2 separate regions of the Dromaius novaehollandiae genome follow, and region 1 is linked to region 2. The links are chromatin contacts, called in public Hi-C maps. All regions are on one chromosome and are shown on one strand. Each heading gives the region's core, a stretch centred on a gene start, on an enhancer-like site or on the middle of the called end of the contact. The rest is flanking DNA. Distances are from core to core; before and after follow the strand shown. Region 1 holds the start of EPHA4 (EPH receptor A4). Region 2 has its middle 120 kb from the start of EPHA4.

What was found. Hi-C and Micro-C count contacts between places; a contact is called where the count stands out from the background.
Region 1: a Hi-C map of brain shows a contact between it and region 2, with 2.7 times the contacts expected there. The contact joins the promoter of EPHA4 here to the enhancer-like site in region 2. A contact is called at or near these places in 2 of 4 Hi-C or Micro-C datasets (brain and liver).

The regions. Positions count from the first base shown.
Region 1 is chr9:22,465,807-22,468,893 of bDroNov1.hap1, forward strand. It overlaps EPHA4 (EPH receptor A4), which reads left to right and starts at 1,775. Exons shown (of 19, transcript XM_064516930.1): 1 at 1,775-1,949; 2 at 2,303-2,370. The coding sequence starts at 1,859.
Region 2 is chr9:22,347,875-22,351,184 of bDroNov1.hap1, forward strand. No RefSeq gene overlaps it. Among named protein-coding and RNA genes, the nearest start is that of EPHA4, 120 kb to the right of the region's middle. Within about 2 kb of position 1,842, at least 1 of the 2 cell types and tissues checked has open chromatin away from gene starts, as enhancers often do.

The sequences.
Region 1 (3,087 bases), core at 525-3,024, 120 kb after region 2:
CCCCAACAGAGCCAGCTCTTCTCCCCACATGCCCCAAACTCTTCCTCACTCCAGCAGGATTTTGTCCCCAGCCTGCAACCCCTACACACAGAAAACGAGCGAAAGGCAGAGATACCTCCCCTTCAGCCAAATGTGAAGGGTTTTTAATTGCTACTTTGCTAATCTTAAAGAAACGAAGCCAGCTCCACCAAATACTTCAAAGGAAAAAAAAAGGATACTTTTAGTACCTGAGAGCAGAAGGCTCTTAATTAATTAGTGTTTGTAAAGCTTTTCAGAAAAAAGCAAAGCAGTATGCTTGCTGTTGTCATTATTATTGATACTCATAGTGAAAAAAATTGATCTCACAATCAGTGAGTAATTACAGTTTTATATGGTCAAGAAATAGCTGCATTTTGCAAACTGTCTTGTTGGAATTAAGTTATGCTAAAGCTTTTCTTCTGTTTTGTTTTAAAAGGCAGCCACTGAAAAACAGGCCTCCAGACAGTTTTATAAATATATACTGTTTAAAGAACATTGTTTACCACACTGACACTGCCTAATAAACCAAGGACTTACGGACTTTTCAAAACTATGGCTTTATTGTAAATATGCATTTAGAGGTATTTTTAAAGTCTTATGGTCTAGGCATACAAAGCAAAGCAGGGGTGCAGCTAGCTTTATCTTGTTAAAATTAATATGCATTGCATTGTTTTAAAGACATCAACGAATACTGTTTTTATTTGATACAGAGCTGCTTTGAATCATGCATATACATGTAAGTATTTGGGGTGTGTGTGTGTATATATATATCTGGTGTACACGAGAGTGTGTGTGCCTTTATGGGTCTCCTTAGCCACTACTGTAACTTAAAATGTTCACAGAGAATGTATAAAAATGTGAATTTTGTCCTATAGACCGTAACATCTTCAAAGGAGCTGTTATGTCTGTCCTTCCAGCGAGTATTTACGGACTCTTGGCTTCGCAGATTATTCGTCTGCTGCGGGGCTTTTTTCCTTAACTCGCTGCCTGTAACTGAGAGGGATGTGCTGGTTTGAGGCAGCTGTGATGGGAAGGGGGTTGTTTTAATATTTGCTGCACATGTTTTGGAGGGGGGAAAAATTATTAGTCCTATTCTGTTGCTTTTTCTTAAGCCCCTGCCACCATGCTGCGGTCCTTGTGCATAAAAATATTAACGATTTGTGTTTGTGGCACGCAGCGGGCCTCATCCTCCCCGTTCCCCACCTTGAAAACTTCCAGTTTGGGCCAACCTCGGCTTTAACATTTTTCTGTCTTTAATTGCAAGGAAAAGGGCGGGAGGGGAAATAAAATCGCGGGGGGGGGGGGGGAACAGCGCTTCGGTCTCCGCCGCCAGCCTCTCCACCCGCGGAGCCCACACGTCGCACCGGCGGCGACACTTTCCCGAGTGGCGCTGCCTCCGGGCGGCGATGAAAAATGAAGGAAATAAAACGGGGGGGGAGAGTGGGGGGGGGGTGGAACGGGGAGCCGCCGCCAGGTGACGCTGTTGTTTAACGGTCGCGGCGCGCGGGGCAAAGCGGGAGGGGCGGGGCGGGGAGGGGCGGGGCCACGGGACGCTCCGGCGGAGCGTCCCGTGGCCCCGCCCCTCCCCGCCCCGCCCAGTGCTCGGCGCTGGCGGTGCCGGGCGCGGGGCAGAGCCGCGGCCGCGCTCCCCGCCTTCCCGCGGCGTCCCAGCCCGGCGGCCCGGGGCGGGGCTTGGGGGCGGCGCCGGCGGCGCTGATTGGCGGGCGGCGCTGACGGGCAGGCGGCGCCCCGCCCCCTTGGCAATGTCTACGTCCCGCCGCACTCCCCATGTAGGCAGTTATTCCACTGGGATAGAGGCGGCCGGAGCGGCAGCGGCGGCATGGCCGGGGTCTCGTACTGCGCCCTCGTCCCGCTCCTCTTCGGGGTCTGCGGGGCCGTCACCGGCTCCCGGGTGTATCCCGCCAACGAAGGTGAGCGGCCGCGCGGGGCGCCGGCGCCGAAGTTTGGCGCCTCCGCGGCGGCTGCCGGGCGCCTCGGCGCGGGGATCCGCTCGGCCCGGCCGGTGCCGCGGGGGGGGCGGGCGCGGCGCAGGTGCCGCGGGGGGTTCGCTGGAGAATGGCAGCGCTCGCGGGACACCCCGTATCTGTCCCCGTGAGCACGCACACACATACACACACGTATGTTTGAAAGTAAGAGCGCTCCTGCGCTGTCTCCCCCGGGCGCCGAGTGCGGGGTGCCCGCGGAGCCCCGGGGCGGGCGGCGGTGCCGGGCGGGCGCGGGCAGGTGAGCGGCGCTCAGCGCTCCTGTCTCTGCCTCTCCGCAGTTACCTTGCTGGACTCCCGCTCGGTGCAGGGCGAGCTGGGCTGGATCGCGAGCCCGCTGGAAGGAGGGGTAAGTCTCAGCGCGGTCCGACCGGGGGGAGAGGGGGGCGGGTAGCTGCCGGCGGTGCCGAGGTCGGGTTCCCCCCGGCTCACGGCGTGGAGCCCCCTGTGCGCGGACCGCCCTGGCACGGCTCTGCCGGGGAAGAGCTGGGAGCCAGCGGGGCAGAAAAGAGGTCTCGCAAGTAGGAGGGTGGTTGAGGCACGGGCTTAAGTGCCTGTTCAAAGCTGAAATACCGGCAAGAAACACGATCTGGCGACCGGGCTGGCATTTGTGACTGTAATTACTGTATCCCGGGACCGCCTGGACAGGGCGATGTTCAGGACGGTGGCTCGCCTGTTCCTGGGTGAAGGAGCAGGGATGAGTGTACGAGCTAGACCCGCCTGGTGCGAAGGGACAGCTCTTAATCGGGATGTAAGTCAAATGCTTCGGTCTCTGAACGACACCCAGCGCTCGACGGCGAATCGTTGCAATTTCTTTTTGCGTCCTCTCTTGTAAGGGAAGATTGCGAGAGAAGGCTGCCTGGACTCGCTGCTTGGCTGTGATGTTAAGGGACTCGCACGTCCTCGGTTGGGGCTCAGAGCAACTCTGCTTAGTCAGCTGCAGGCAAGGCATCTCTGCTAGTTGAGCTTTATGTTAGATAGGCGGCTTGCTGCTGCCTTGTCCGTGTCCCATCCTGCACGGCACCGAGCACCTCTGCGAAACTCGGGAGGATGCTGAGAACTGGCA
Region 2 (3,310 bases), core at 592-3,091:
TCGAAAGGGTCCGGCTGCTTCAGCAACGGATCTATTCTGTTTTTATGCTGTAGTGTGAAACTGTTGGTGTCTCTCATGCCTGGAAGCGCTGATGTCTCCTGGTGTCCTTTGTAAGCGGGATTTCTGCTGTGAGGACCAGCTCTTTTACAAGTGTGATTATTTTGGTTAGAGTGATTTAAGGGCAGATTTTCTCTTGTTGTCTGGTTTCCTTAAGCTGTGGAGAAGGCAGTAGCCCAGATGAGACCCAGTTAATCAGACACGCAGAAACAAATGAACACTGTAATCCAAAAATGTGTAGAACAAAGGGAACGAATGTCTCTTAGTCTGTGTGGAATCAGCTTAAAATGGGGTGAAAATGAGTAGGATTTCAGTGAGGTACAAAAGATCCAAGCTCAGAACAAACTGTCAGGTAACTTTAAAGAAATGTTTTTTGTTTCATGTGCCAATAATGAGGCTGTTCTGAAAACCTGGATCACGGCTGTTTAACAGCCGAAACACCTGCTCTGATAATTTCCCTCGCTCTCACCTCAGCACGTCGAACCTGACCTGCCTGCAGTGCCCCGACTGCAAAATGTCCCCTGGGATAATGATCCCAAAGGCAACGTGAGGTTTCCTTTTTTGCAACTTTGGCGCTCCTTCAAAACAAAGAAAAAGAAAAAAAACCCAAAACCCAAACTTCTCTTTTTTTTTCTTCTAAAAGTTGCGTGAATAGCCTCCTAGACTTCGAAGAATGAGGGGCGGTGTGGAGTTTGAAAGATACCAAGGAAGATGGTCACGAATGTGATCAGTCCCCTTGAAGGCTTCTCTCTTCTTGGCAGAGGAGAAACCAAGCAGGACACACGGACCTGGTGCGTGGGTGCTGGAAAGGGAAACGAAGCGCTGCTAGTAAACGAATTTGCCCGTCGGCCGCTCGTTGCGGGGAAACCAATTCCAGCAGGTCAGCGGCAGGGAAAGACTGACTAGTAGCCCCCAAAGGTGTGTTTAGCCAACTTTATCAAGACGGGGAGGTGTCTACCCTCAGTTTTGAGGTAAATCAGAGATTAGCGTGATGATTTACTCGAGAGTGTCATTTTGCGCAAGTCTGAGGTGGCGATCGGAACGAGATTTTGTAAAGCGTGTGTTTTGGGGACTGCTGCAGGGGGGAGAGCAGCACGTCGCACCACGGCGGGGAGGCCGCTCTGGAGAGCGCGCGGGGAAAAATCCTTCAGGGTCGCTTATGCCACCAGCCGGCTGCAGCAGCCTCCCCACGAGGCTGCTTGGTGTCGCCATCAACGCTGTGACTGCCGGTTTTCTCGGTTTTTTTTTTTTTTTTTTTTTTAAGCCTTAATCAGAGTACTGTAAATTTCAATATATGCTAATCAAATCTTTTGAGAGGTTAGTAATTATTAATAGGGAAATGCAAGAAGAGGCTGATTAATGTAGATTTTCTGGATTTCTTTGGCCCGGCAGAGCGCACAGCTGGCAGGCCGCATCCGAGGTGCGGGGCGAGGTACCTGGGACTGTTGCACCTGGCAGGGAGCTCAGGTTTGCAGACGGTTGTTTCCAAAAATTATTATAGGTACACAGGGAAGAACTGGCTGTTTTGTGGGTGTTTTTTGAGCCACGCTTGGCTTTTCTTACTCCCTCCTCCCCCTTCTCTTTTTCAGGGGTTAAGCTTAAAAAATTTCAAGCAACTTCCAGTGCAGCTGGGGTTGGCGTTTTGAAGGGAGGTGTCCGTTTGGGGCGGTTCGGCTCCCGCCGCGGGTGCGAGGGCAGAAGGCCGCTCTGGCGGGGAGGCGGGCGGCGCGCTTCCCCGGCGCAGGGCTAGGTGGCCCCCGCGCCTCGCCGCTGCCTCGCGTCGCTCCTGGTGGCGCCTGGGCACCTCTTCGAGCCGCAGCTCTGGAATGGAAAGCTTCGCAGCGTTGTAGCTTCAGGCGGTCATAAAATTGTTAGGGAAAGAAGAAGGCACCAGAAGCGCAGCCTGTTTTGGGAAAATGTGTGTCAAAATGCCAGGGTGGGCGTAGGAGAGGTAGGCGGAGAGGCAGAGGGGGAACACCCATGCCAGCTGGGACCCTAAAGCGGACACTGCTGCATCTCTTTCTGGAAAACTCTGTAGGGAAGCAGAAATGACGTGTTTGGTAGGTGCTCGGGTGTTAGGTAGTGCTGTCGGGCTTACTGACACTGTTAGGAGTTGCTGTTTCTCTACACAAGGTGTTTTCTCCAAGATTCGACTCAGCTGTGTTTATTGCAAATGCTGCTTAAATGTCTGTTGACAGAAACTTGCGTTTTGGTGTGGATCCCCTGACTTTACGCGCCCTTTCTGTTGCCGGGTGGGTGTGCGGGGCCGCGCTCGCCCGTGCCCCATCTGCACCGCACGGTGCGCATCGTCTGCGCCGCTCTGTCCCCGCGGGCCCAAGGCCGCGTGCGGCTTTCTCTGCGCGGAGCCCACCCGTGAATTCGGTGAGGCCGTTGCTCCTAAGTGCGAGCAAAGGCATTGCAGGTTGACCCAGATAGTGTTTTTCTGTATGGCTTTTTTTTTTTTTTTTTTTTTTTTCCTCTTTCCTTCCCCTGTAGATGCAGTAATGCAATGCTAATTCAGTGCTGCAATTCACGGCCAGATGTACAAATACAACAAATGCAGCTATCAGGAATAACTTTTTAATTAAAAAACCTTGCATGTCTTTACAGTAAAAAAAAAAAAAAATCCTCTTCTGTTTTGCTTACAGTATATAATTTCTCTTTTTTCCCCTGTAAATTAGACGTTAAAATGCAGAAACACATTACTCATCTTCTGTTGTTTCAGTTTTCCCCTAAGAGCACCTCAGCGTCTTCGAGCATCTGGTCATCCTGTTTCGGTAAATCTTGCGTTGAAAGCAAACGAGCTGGGATGGGTTCGTGTCCTCATACAGATTATTTTGTTTAATGCTGTTTATATATAAACTTCTCTCATCCAATGCACTGTTATTTGGCAACACATATAACAGCGTTGTACAAGGAAAATATTAAATAAATACACTCTAATATAACTCTGTTAGTAACATAATCCTGTCGGAGGTGAAGGAAGCGGCTGCAGGAGGGCACTTGGCAATACACACGTTACGCCACACTTGGGTGAGTGAAGGGACAGGACTTTTGCTGCTTGTTAATACTCTGTCACAGATGACTGCTGTTTTGTGAATACGGTTAAGCTGTTTGGTCCCGTAAAACATGAAATAAAGGGTGATTCAAGCAGGCTGCCGAAGTTATATCAGCAGCCTGGTGAAGTAGGGAGCAAGACAGGTCCTGGAAAATCAGTGTGGGGGAAATTCTTGTCGTCTTTACTTGCAAAAAC